2 separate regions of the Ovis aries genome follow, and region 2 is linked to region 1. The links are chromatin contacts, called in public Hi-C maps. All regions are on one chromosome and are shown on one strand. The core of a region is the stretch at or near the end of the contact, and the rest is flanking DNA. Distances in the headings are between cores, read along the strand shown. Region 1 holds the start of TGFB2 (transforming growth factor beta 2). Region 2 has its middle 380 kb from the start of SLC30A10.

The links. A called contact is a pair of places that touch in the nucleus more often than the background predicts.
Region 2: a contact with region 1 is called in a Hi-C map of hypothalamus, with 5 times the contacts expected there. The contact joins the enhancer-like site here to the promoter of TGFB2 in region 1. A contact is called at or near these places in 4 of 16 Hi-C or Micro-C datasets (hypothalamus, liver, mesenteric adipose tissue and 1 more).

Annotation. Positions count from the first base shown.
Region 1 is chr12:21,036,605-21,042,952 of ARS-UI_Ramb_v3.0, reverse strand. It overlaps TGFB2 (transforming growth factor beta 2), which reads right to left and starts at 2,512. Exons shown (of 8, transcript XM_004013602.5): 1 at 1,539-2,512. The coding sequence starts at 1,884.
Region 2 is chr12:22,315,692-22,321,827 of ARS-UI_Ramb_v3.0, reverse strand. No RefSeq gene overlaps it. Among named protein-coding and RNA genes, the nearest start is that of SLC30A10, 380 kb to the left of the region's middle. Within about 2 kb of position 1,532, at least 8 of the 54 cell types and tissues checked have an H3K27ac peak or open chromatin away from gene starts, as enhancers often do. A contact at or near this core is called in hypothalamus and tail adipose tissue, where this site is marked.

The DNA.
Region 1 (6,348 bases), core at 1,263-3,762:
CTCTTAAACAAGAGATGATCCTGCAGCAAAACAGAGGTCGCCAGGAAGACTGGGGTTGTATACGTCAGCCGATATTCTGAGACCATACAAGACATGGCAAGTCCCGGAACTACGACTTGTCAAACTAAATATAAATATTCAAAAAGAAAAGCACCACTCTGCAATTAGAACCTCTAGGATAAAATTACCAAGATGGCCATATTATCTCTGTAGGCAAGACACAGAGACTGTAAAGGCAGCCAGAGAGTATATAGGGCATGAAAAGGGGCGGAGAGAAATGGGCAACCAATGAAAAGTGTACGACTTGGGATTTGGAATACGCGAAAGTCGGAGCTTTTTTTTTTTTCTTTCTTTCTTTTTCTTCTTCCTGGTATTTAACCCTCTCAGGTATCAATATATGCTGCTTCTTTGCTTCTTCTTTTTTTATTTTAAGAATTTGGAAATCATTCTAAGCTAACTGCTCTTTTCCCTTCCCCCCAAGGAGCTCCAACAATAAATCATTTCACTTCCACGGCTACTGTATGCCAGCTGGTTTTGAGGACACTGCCCTCAGAGAAGCCAGTTTAAAAAAAAAAAAAAATCGGCTGTCTTCTACGCTGAGATTCAGGAATGCAACGAAGTGACTGCAGGAAGCCTATGAAAGGGCAGGGAACACCCGGCTCCAGAGTGAGAAAGATAAAACGATAAACGCCTAAGAAAAGGGATTTGCTACACCGGCGATTTTAAGAAGGCAGGTTTGAGAGGATTCTGGAAAAAAAAAAAAAAATGAAGGAAAAACTCTTTTAAACGTAGGCAGAAACGAAGCTGTCTTCTCTACCATTCCAGGTGAAATCAAAAGGGGACGTGGTTACAAGATCTCGCCTTGGCGGGGACAGGGGGATGTAAACACCCCGACGAGGTCAGAGATTCACGAATTGAGGGGCTGGAGGTAGGTTTTTGGAGGGGTCGCCAGATCGGGTTTCGTCTTGGCGATGCTGACATTTTTCGGGGAGTTAGAGACAATAGGGAAGGCTTGCGGAATCAGCTGATAGGTCGGCACGGAATGGGGCGCCTTCCGGTGAGGCTCGTTTTGAGCCACTTTTTTTTTTTTTTTTAACCCTTCGTGCCCCAGTTCGGCGGGCTCCAGGCCAATCGGAGCAAAGAAAACAAACCCACTGAGGTTTCCCGGTTTAACTCGGCCCCGGGGAGTGCCTGGAGTTTGACAGAGGAGGGCTGACTCCTAGCCGGTGGCCGAGTCGAGGATTTCAGGGAAGAGGAAAAAAAAGAGAGCGAGAATAACGCCTTATAAAGGACGGGGGCGTTATGGGGGGAGGGGGGGAGAGGAAGAAATGGAGAAAATAAAGTCGCAAGTCCACGTTTTAAAGCCTAATGTTCTCAAGCACACAACTGGCAAGGAGGTGGGTGGGACGGAGGACCGGAGAAGGGGAAGGAGCGAGCCGGGGACCCCAGAGGGCAGGGCTATCCCTGGAGTGGCTGCGGTTCTGGAAGCCTCGGGCAGCGCTAAGCCCCGGGGAATGGAAGCGAGGAGCGGTACTTACTTTCCGAGGGTAAGAAGGACGGCATGTCTATTTTGTAAACCTCCTTGGCGTAGTATTCCTCGTCGCTCCGCTCGCGCTCACAGGCGGCCGCCCTCCGGCTCGCCTTCTCCTGGAGCAAGTCCCTGGTGCTGTTGTAGATGGAGATCACCTCCGGGGGGACCTCCTCGGGTTCGGGGTAGTCTTCTGGGGGGCTGGTGAGCTTCAGCTTGCTCAGGATCTGCCCGCGGATCGCCTCGATCCTCTTGCGCATGAACTGGTCCATGTCGAGCGTGCTGCAGGTAGACAGGCTGAGCGCGACCGTGACCAGATGCAGGAGCAGAAACGCGCTCAACACACAGTAGTGCATTTTTTTAAAGGTGGAAAAAAAATTTTTTTTCTTTTAAGCAAAAAGTAAGAAAGAAAGAAAAAAAAAAAAAACCCTAGCAACTCTCAAAGTACAGATCAGGTAGGTTTTTTTTTAATGCGAAACTTTTGCAAACAATCGAGAGTCAATGTCCGAGAGAAAAAGGTATCTTGCTTGAATTCCTTTCAAAAGAAAAGGCAACGTCGTTCCCCAAGTGGAAATATTAATACACGACGGGCAGGGGGAACCTGCACTTGAGGGAGTCGGCAAAAGTTTTCTTGGAGCGACGAGATGGAGGGGAGGGGGGGGCGGAAAAAAGAGACGAGTGGCTATTAGGCAGAAATAAATTTAGCAGGAGGAAACGGAGTTCAGTGTGTCAGTTTCGGGTGCGGAGTGGCGAATCTGAACTCGGCTCCTCCGGCCAAAAGGGAAGAGATGAAAAGGTCCCGGGGCTGGCAGCGGGCGCGTCGGCGGGAGGGGCGCGGGCCGCGCTGTCAGGGGGGCGGCCGAGGCCGGCCGGCTCCAATTTATATATTTCAAGAAGGAGCGGCGCGGCGCGGCCCTGCCTTCCACTGCAGCGCTGAGAGCAGGAGCGGCAGCAGCTCCGGAGCGGAGGAGCGCACACGTGTGTGAGTGTGTGTGTGAGTGCGCGTGTGAGTGTGTGTGGTGTGAGTGTGGGCGCGCGCGCGCCCGGGTGCGCGCGCTGGGGGCGAGCCCGGCCCGCGGCGGGGAGGCGGGAGAGCTTCGCTCGGCGCCCGGGACTCGGCCGGGTCCGGCGCGGGCCGCGGAGGCCGCGCAGGGAGGCGGCGAGGATCCTGCTCCCGGAGCTGCGCGCGGGGGCCGACTCCCCGGCCGGCGCGCCGACCCGCCCGCTCACTCCACGTTGCCGCCGCCGCCGCCGCTGGCGAACGCGTCCGGCCTCCAGCTCCCTCCTTCTGCTCCTCCTTCTGCTCTCGCTCCAAACGCCAACCCGGCAACAGGCGAGCGGCGGCCGCCGCCGTGGCTCTCGCCGCCCGCGGACCGCAGCTGCAGGCTGGCGACGCGCTGGCGGGGGAGTTTTATTCCTAGGAGGGTGGCGAAGGGGTTCCCTCGGACTCCCACGCCGACCCACCCTCGCCTGGTTTCTCTCCCACGTGGGCTTTTCTCGCTTAGGGCAGCAGGCACTTGGCAGCCCGCAGAAGGTCCTCTCCTGCTTTCTCCTTTCTGCAGCCGGGCAGCCCCCCTCGGTTTGCTCCCGAATGGCTCCCTAGACCGTTATCCTAGCTCTCCATCCCTCTCCCCGGGCCTCCTTCACTTGCGGGCTCTCCCTTCCCGGTGTGTCTCTTCCTTTCCGCCTCTCTCTCGGTCCCTCTATATCTATCTGGCTGACCTCTCTCTCTCCCTGTCTCTCTCTCTCTCTCGTCGGGAGCTTCTGGAGCTCCCCTCAGAGCGAACCTTCTGCTGGCAGCAGATAACATCACGATCCTGCCTGGGAGGAGAGATTTATAAGTTCTCCCCGAACCACGTGTTTGCCTTCAACAAAGTGACGTGCTAGGATTACAGTCAGGAGTCCTCTCGTTTACTTAGACCACGAGCTCTCCCTGAACCGTTGAGGGGGTGTGGAAATGAGGGTGGCTGAGGGGCAGGGAGAGAGGAGGTGCAGTGTGCGCCCTGACAACAGTGATTTATGGTATTTACTTTATATAGTCATTTTGGACCCGTCTGGTGAAGGACAGGCGATCAAGCCTCCCATTTTTACTTCGTGTGGCTTGTTCACGGCTTCCCAGATGGGATCACTTGCTCTAGAAGCAAGTCTTCCCATATTGTACACACACACACACCCCGCACACTTAGGCAAATGAGCATCAAACAGTTGACTCTGGGCCAGGCCAGCCCCTGAGATAGGTCATCCAAGCTCCACCCTCTTTGTTGTTGTTCAGCCACTGAGTCATGTTCCACTCTTTGCGACCCCATGGACTGCAGCTGCCAGGCTTCCCTGTCCTTCTCTATCTCCCGGAGTTTGCCCAAATTCATGTTCACTGAGTCGGTGATGCCATCTAATTTCTCATCCTCTGCCACCTTATTCTCCTTTTGCCTTCAGTCTTGCCCAGCACCAGGATCTTCTAGTGGAGTCATTTTCTGAGATTCCACAGCACCTGTGCTGGTACCTCTGTCCTACAGCTTATTACGGTTTGTTGTTCACAGCCTGGTTCTGCACTTGAAACAGAACTTTGTCTTGTGCACCCAGAGAATGAATTGCCTTTACTTTGCTGTTTGAATGGATGGATATCCTCTTAATTTGCTGCCGAAGGCTTTCTCTTCACCCTCTTCCCCAGCTAGACCTGAGTGACCAACTTCATTTTTTTCCACCACATATATCCAGGAAGCTGGGATTTTAAGTGTTTGATGTCTGTTTTACACTACTCATAACTTGACATTTTCTATTTCAACCTAGTCCAAATGAGGTGAATAAAAATAATGCTTGCCCCTGTTCCCTTTTCCCTTTTTCTTTTACCTTTACTCAAAAAACATTTTCACCATGACTGTAGCCATACCAACTAGACAGATGATTTAAACTGCAAACTGTTGAGTTTTCCCCCCCGACTCAAAGCCACTATATCCTTCTGTAGTTTAGATGTTCCTTTTATTACAGAAAGGTCACAAGGAAATTTCTCTAACTTTTGGAATTTAAACTTTCCATGTGTATGGGGTCTATATCATTAGTAAGTAGAGAGTTAAATAGCTGTTAACAGTAGGAGACACATTTTACGCTTAGTAATGTGCTGTGCTGTGCTGAGTCACTCAGTCGTGTCTGACTCTTTGCGACCCCATGGACTACAGCCCTCCAGGCTCCTCTGTCCATGGGATTCTCCAGGCAAGAAACTGGAGTGGGTTGTCATGCCCTCCTCCAGGGGATCTTCCCTACCCAGGGATTGAACACAGGTCTCCTGCATTGCAGGCGGATTCTTTACTGTCTGATCCACTAGGGAAGCCGGTAGGTCCTTAAATGTATATGTTCATTTAATCTTCACAATGACACTCAAGTATTTTTATTATCATCTCTATTTTGCCGATGAAGAGATTGTGGTACAGAGAGGCTAAGTACTTTATTCAAGTAAGAAGCAGAGCTGGAATTTGTGAACAGAATCCATTTCCATGTTCTCACTCACTATGTATTTCTCAGAAGCACTGGTTCCAGAACATGTCTGATAAACAAGGATTCTGTGGTGAAGTGAAGTTTAGGAAATACTGGGCACTGTTGCTTTCTCACTGGTTCATATTTCCCACCATGTTAAAGGCTGAGACTCTTCTGAACTCCTGTGGACATGGGATTTTTCCCTATTAAAACACATGGGAAAGCTCTGACATAAAGGAATGGTTCCAACTCACTCAGAATAATTCTGAAAATTACGTATAAATCGACATAGGTGTGTTCCTTTCTTTAGGTTAGCTGCACATTGAAGCAGCTTGAAGGGAGTTAAGACAAGCAGCTACAATTCCAGTAGTCAAAGCAAATTAGAGGCCCTACCATGGGGCTAGCAGTTTCATCAAGCTGTCATCTCTTTGAGTTAAGTTTGTGAACTGCTCTAATCTAGCTAGACACAAATGAGGAAAACTGAATATCCTTACACTGGGGGCGCTGATAGAACACAAAGCAGGAGTGACTGAGTGAAGCTGTTGCTTTGGAAGGCGCTGGTTACCTCAGGCGCCATACTCTGCCAAGGACAGAGGTTCAGCCTCCCATCAAATTGGGGAGACTGCCTCCGAGATATAAATGCAAACACACCTGAGGTTAAGTGGATTCAGATTCCAGTGTGGATAAAGCAGCAAAAGTCCATCTCCATCACTGCTAGGAAAACAAGCTAAGCCATAAATCCTTCTGACAACCCCTTTCCCAACATAAACACACACACTTTTGTCCATAATATTTAGTTTGTTGAACACATATTGCTTACTTTACAACTGCTTAGACTCCTGGCCTATTCATAAGAGGCTACCTTTAGTACTTCCACAGCCTAAGGGAAGACAGTGGAGGGGTTCCTAAGTGTAGTGTGGCTGAGCAGTGTCTTGAGTGGAGCAGGAGGGACCCCTTTCTATCACTCAGGTGAGCAATCCCTTGAAGATGCAACAGGTAAGGCTTCAAGAGCTGTCTCCCCAGTTTGCCATAGCCATATGGGTATTTAACCTCCACAGACCATCTTGATTCCCTCAAGGAGGCAGGTGAGCATTGTGGTTAAAAAAAAAAAAAAAGAAGGTGGTAGGTTACAGATTCAAGTTTTCTTGGATTCAAATATCTGTCAGTTTCTGGCTTTATGATCCTGGACAAGTTACTCAGACACCTTGTGTTAGTTCCTTCATCTATGAAATGGGAATAACACACAGCCACCAAGAATATGAGATGATTGTGAATTACACAAGGTACCAAGATAGCTTCTAACACAACCTGGCACTTAATACGTGTTCATTAAATGTTAGCGACCATTTTTG
Region 2 (6,136 bases), core at 283-2,782, 1.3 Mb before region 1:
ACCTGGAACTCTGGGCAGCTTGTTGTCCTGGGTCTGATTGTGAACCTGGCTCTTTACCAACTAAAAAGGGCCCACGAACAGAGCCTACAACTGTGAGGTGCCATGCTATGCCTGTATGCTCTGTCGTATCTGACTCTTTGCAACCGCACAGAGGATTTTCCAGGCAAGAATATTGGAGCGGTTTCCATTTCCTCCTCCGGAGAATCTTCCCGACCCAGGGATTGAACCTGTGTCTCTTGCACTGGCAGGCTGATTCTTTACCACTGAGCGACCTTGGAAACTTAAGAAAGGAATTAGGAATGGTGAAGAAACATTTTCTGAGTGTGTGATACAAACCAAACACTAGACTCGGTCCTCCCAACCTGTTACTTTCAGGCCTGTCCTTGGCATCTCAGCCCTCAATTCTATCTTGCCTGGATTGTTTCTTTGATTTTCTCATGCTTTTTCTCTAACTCCTTACCTACAGGAATATGGGAGCAGGTCTTTCAGGCTGTTGTGATGTTTTTCCCGGAAGCCCTCTACTAAGGCAAAGCACAGAGCACTTATAAGGGTCTTGTAAACCCTTGAGGACATGGGGAGTATGCTCAGCCCATGCATATAATTCAGTGCTCTGATTCTGTGGAGTCCATCTGTACTCTCTTGGGGCAATGTGATCTCCAAATGTTGATGCTTCCTTTTAAGAATCTATTCATGGTGGGGGAAATCTCTGGGGCTCCTAGGAAATTCTTCTGGGGGGAAGACTCTTCAATATGGGCTCTTTTCACTAGTTCTGCCTTGTTTGGGGTGAGAGGAAGATCTCTTGTTCACTGTGCTCTTTAGACGCCTCATATGTGAAGGTGGAAGCTTTACTCTCCATCTCACTACAGCTCGGCGACGCACGCCTTTGGTCAATTCTTAGCCTCTAACATCTTTTCATATTGCCAAAGTTAATGGGCACCCGTGTGACTATTTTTAGATTTTCTTGAGGTGAGGAGCCTCTGTGGCATGCATCACTACCTGCGTGGTATTTGTGTTACGTGTATGTTTAATTTATTTCTCTGGAAAACTCCATGCTTATCCAACCAGGAACAATAAATCTCTTCCCAATGTCATAGTTTGGGTTAAGTTCAGGGCTATGAGACTCTAAGGACTGTGTTAGCTCCATCAGACTCTGTGTTTGTTGCTTCTGTGCCATCCCAGCCAGGAGTGCAGTGTAACTTAAAAATGTACCCTGCCTTTCAATGTTGTCTTGGTTTTTCTGGCCACATCTTTGATACTCTGGGAAGTGATAGGGAGCAATAAATAGCTCACATCAACCTCTTGGGCAGTATTTGAATGGGCAAAGCATGAGGTAGTCTGACAAGGCTAATTCCAAAAAGGATGAGATCCAGAGATACCTGGAAAAGAACTTTTAGAAGTATTTCTGAACTAGATTGCAAAGCTCACGATTCACTAAGCCAAAAATCATGTTTTCTTTAAACAGACTGTCAAACCATCCAATAGCCAAAAGGTGGCACTCCTCATCCACTATTCATTTCCTTCCAAAGTGAAACCATCGCTATGTGTTCCTGTTCCTTCTATTAGTCGTTTCATAATAAAATGTTATACCTCCATCCTCTCCTGGTAGAACATAGCAATAAAACAGATCTTATTATTTGGGTTGATCTGTGTGTTGATATATGCCAGTCCTTATCCCTCTGGGTGGACAATGCATAAACTGTTTGTATTTTCAGTAGACTTGGCTTATAGTTCTGCGTGTATCATAGACTATGCCATATAACTGAGCACCTTTATTATAAAATCATCCCTGACCAGATCCAACATTTTAATTTGTCTCTAGAGTTTGTCTCTCTCAGTTTCATAAACCGTGAAAACACAGCTGGAGCAATTTACAGACTGTGGAAAAACTCTTGAGTCTTTTTGCTGAAGTACTAATTCAAGGATCATGCTTTGTTATTTCCTGTTTCATTGTTGTTTCTAAAACTAGTTAATGGGCAATGGGCTGTTTCAAATTTGCCTGGCCCCACCATGCTGCCGCATGCACCTCCTGTCAGGGCTCAGCATGAACTGGGTCCATGCGTGACAGCAAAATGGTACTGATGGGAGAATGAATTCGAGAACACATCGCTGAGCCTGGAATCAGAGCAACAATCTGAAAAGATCTAGGTTAGTATTCTTGAGTTATATGAATGTGAGGCCTGAGGCTTTAAAAAAATCAAATCCCACTCTGTTATAACTTTCCACCAACCCCAAATATTTTTCAGATACAATGTCAGAATCGGCACTGGTCTAGTGTCACTACAGAGGAAGGGAAACTTTCACAGCTTCCTGACTCATGGATCATTAGCAGCAAAGACATAGAATGTGATGGAGAGCAGTGTGTCAGCTGAGGGGACAAGTATTAAGCAAGAAGATTAACTCCAGGAATGCCACAATAACCTAGATTTTGGAAATGTAGAAACTTCAGTCATTTTGAACACAGACACAAAATTGTGTATAAGTTAGAAGAGATTCTGAGTGGCATGGAAGACTGTTATCATGAAATCCAAGCACTGTAGGAATGAAGCCTGTAAGAGTTTTAGGACCTGGCATAATACAGGGTGGAATTCCCTGGTGGCTCAGCGGTAAAGAATCCACCTGCAAATGCAGGAGACACGAGTTTGAGTCCTAGATGGCGAAGGTCCCCTGGAGAAGGAAATGACAACCCACTCCAGTATTTTGCTTGGGAAATCCCAAGGACAGAGGAGCCTGGGAGGTCATGGTCCATGGAGTCACAAAGAATCAGACATGACTTAGCGACTAAACAGCACAGCAACAAAGATGCAAGGCAGGTGCTCAATAAATATTTATGAAATAGATGGATGATGAGTGGAGAAAGGCAGAGCCCTGAGTGAGGCAGGCTTACTGGATTCAATGTGATGAGAGGATGAAGGGATGTTATGAACAGACCATCCAGCTTAGGAAAAAATGGCCTTGCACTGCTCAAGAATCTCTAAAGTCGTCACCACGATAGCATGATTCAATGATGGAGGCTTTCCATGTAAACTCTACTTGTTGACAAAACACGGAATTACATTTAGAACGTCCTATTCCTTAAGATGTACGTGCTAAGAATGGTTAAGATTCAAAACAACTTATGCTGTTAAAAGGACAAAGCCTGAATTATTTACTTTGAACATTTACTACTGGTCAAGAACTGAACCTGATTCTATAATATAGCGGTAAACAAGTTATCTGAAATGTCCACTTAGATCACATATTTTGAACTTTTATGGTGTCCAAAAAAGGGACATTATAATACACTTTATTTTATATATATATATATATAAAGTACAAGTGCTTTTGAGCAGAACTGATCCAGAAGACTTATAGCTCTAGTCCAAGCCCTCTGTAAAGCAGAGATTAGAAGAAAATAATCAGTGTTACATCATTTGATTTTAATTTTTTAAAAAATGGTTGATTTATAGCACTGTGTTAGTTTTAGGCATACAGTAAAGTGATTCAGTTAAACATATATACATATATCTTTAAAAAATTCTTTTCCACTATAGATTATTACAAAATATTGACTATCATTGCTTGTGCGGTACAGAAGAATCTTGTTGCTTATCTGTTTTAGATATAGTAGTCTGTATCTGTTAATCCCAACCCCCTACTTTATTGCTGCACTGCATCACTGCTGCCTCTTTGTTAACCATAAGATTATTTTCTATGTCTGAGAGTTTATTTCTGTTTTATAAACAAGTTCATTTGTATCATTTTTTTAGACCTCACAAATAAGTGATATCGTATTGTAATCATCTGCGTCTTTCTGACTTATTCACTTCATATGCTAATCTCTAGGCCCACCTATGGTGCTGCATATGGCATGATTTCATTCTTTTTCATGACTGAGTAATATTCCATTGTGTGTGTGTATATATACACACCATAGCTTCTTTCTCTGTTCCTCTGTCAATGGACACTTAGATAACTTCCATGTCTTGACTATTATAAATAGTGCTTCAAGTTTGATCTATTATGTGGATTTTTCCTATATTGACAGCATTTTTTAAAGACTTTCTTAGTGGGTGTGTTACCCACTAAGACAACACAATGAAATTAGGCAAATTACTAAGAAGCCATACCCTTCATCTCTCTTACAGCATAGAAGAATTGTGTTGCAAAAACTATCTTGTTTTTCACTTTAGCTTGTGGTCCCACCAGATACTGTGGCTTCTGATGCTTTCAAGGTTGTGGTGGAAAATCTCAGGCTACTTGGGTGTAGAGGATGAAGTGCCATTGACTGAAATAAAGAAATGAGGTGACTTTAGTTCTCCTAACCCAAAATATTTCCTCACCAAGGTCTAGGAAGTGTTTCTGGAAAGGTTCATCGTTAGGTTGGAATGAGAGTTTAGTAGTTTGTTTCATCTCTTTAAATATGTGGGAACAAGATAATCCAATCGTGTTCTCATTTTATTCTTCAGGAAGTGCTCAGCCACCAGCTTCCCCAGTCATTTGAGCAAGACTCTTACCACATTTGTAGTGTTTTTTGTTGTTACATTCCTATTGACTTCTAGAGATAAAATTAAGTTGTAGCTCAAAGAATTTGCATGTTCAGCTTCAGGCCACACAGAATCATAGACCAAGCCTGGGATAATGTGTGTCTTAGATCTTTCATAGCTAATGCACAGCTCTTTTGCAAAATCTACAGAGTTGCTAATGCTAATTTCACATTTTCAAACTGGAAGATGCTGTTTGGTGCCCTGGGTTGGGTTTTTAAACTGTAGATTTTTTTTTTTTTTTCATCTTTATAGTCTGATGTTTTTGGAGTGTACTTTAAGTGGAAAAAACTTATTGGGTTTCTCCAACAACAACTCATTCTAGTGTTGTAGAAATGAAAGAACCCATTGCTTTTCTGATTTTTCACTTTCTAACCAGTTTTCATAGTGATTCAAAGAGCTAACCTAATCTCAGGACAACTCTTATAGATAAGGAATTAACTGTTCCTGTATTGCAGCTCAAGGTCATGCCTCATTTCTAGCAGTTCCAACTCAGTGAGATTCAAAAAAGAAATGGCCCCATTCATACCACCAAACTAAACTCATGAGTACAACTCATTTTCTCTCTACAAAGGTTTTATTCCCTCTCATTGACTACGTTCAGTTCAGTTCAGTTCAGTTCAGTTCAGTTGCTCAGTCGTGTCCAACTCTTTGAGACCCCATGGACTGCAGCATGCCAGGCCTCCCTGTTCATCACCAACTCCTGGAGTTTACTCAAACTCATGTCCATTGAGTTGGTGATGCCATTCAACCATCTCATCCTCTGTCATCCCCTTCTCCCACCCTCAATCTTTCCCAGCATCCGGGTCTTTTCAAATGAGTCAGTTCTTCACATCAGGTGGCCAAAGTATTGGAATTTCAGCTTCAGCATCAGTCCTTCCAATGAACACTCAGGACTGATCTCCTTTAAGATGGACTGGTTGGATCTCCTTACATTCCAAGGGACTCTCAAAAGTCTTCTCCAACACCACAGTTCAAAAGCATCCATTCTTTGGTGCTCAGCTTTCTTTATAGTCTAATTGACTACCCTAGGTTTAGTCCAAAACAAAAAAGTCATTCTGACTTCTATTTTGAATGTACATTATTCCTCCCCAAAGATGAATGAAGTGCCAAAGCTAAGACAATCCTAAGCCAAACTTGGTTAAAATAAGTCTACTAAGATTTTCACATATTGATTTGAAAACCTAAATAGAAAATTATTCCTGGATTACTTATTCTATTGGTTGGATTTTATTGGTGGGATAATTAACAGGGCTTTCCTGGTGGTTCAGATGGTAAAGAGTCTGGGTGCAAGTCTCTTGCAGGAGACTTGCAGGTTCGATCTCTGGGTCAAGATCCCCTGGGGAAGGAAATGGCAACCCACTCCAGTATTCCTACCTGGGAAATCCCATGGACAGAGGAGTCTGGTGGGCTACACCCCATGGAGTCGCAAAGAGTCAGACACGACTGAACAACTAACACACATATGTATTTTTTCAAACCACTAGTCTGCCCACACTGTCCAGATTGTTTTTAAAACTATTGGAAATTTCCATCCAGGTTGCATTTTCTTTGTTTGCTTCCATCAACATTTCTTTGCCCAAAGAGTTTCTTTTGTGGTTCAATTTTCCCATCTT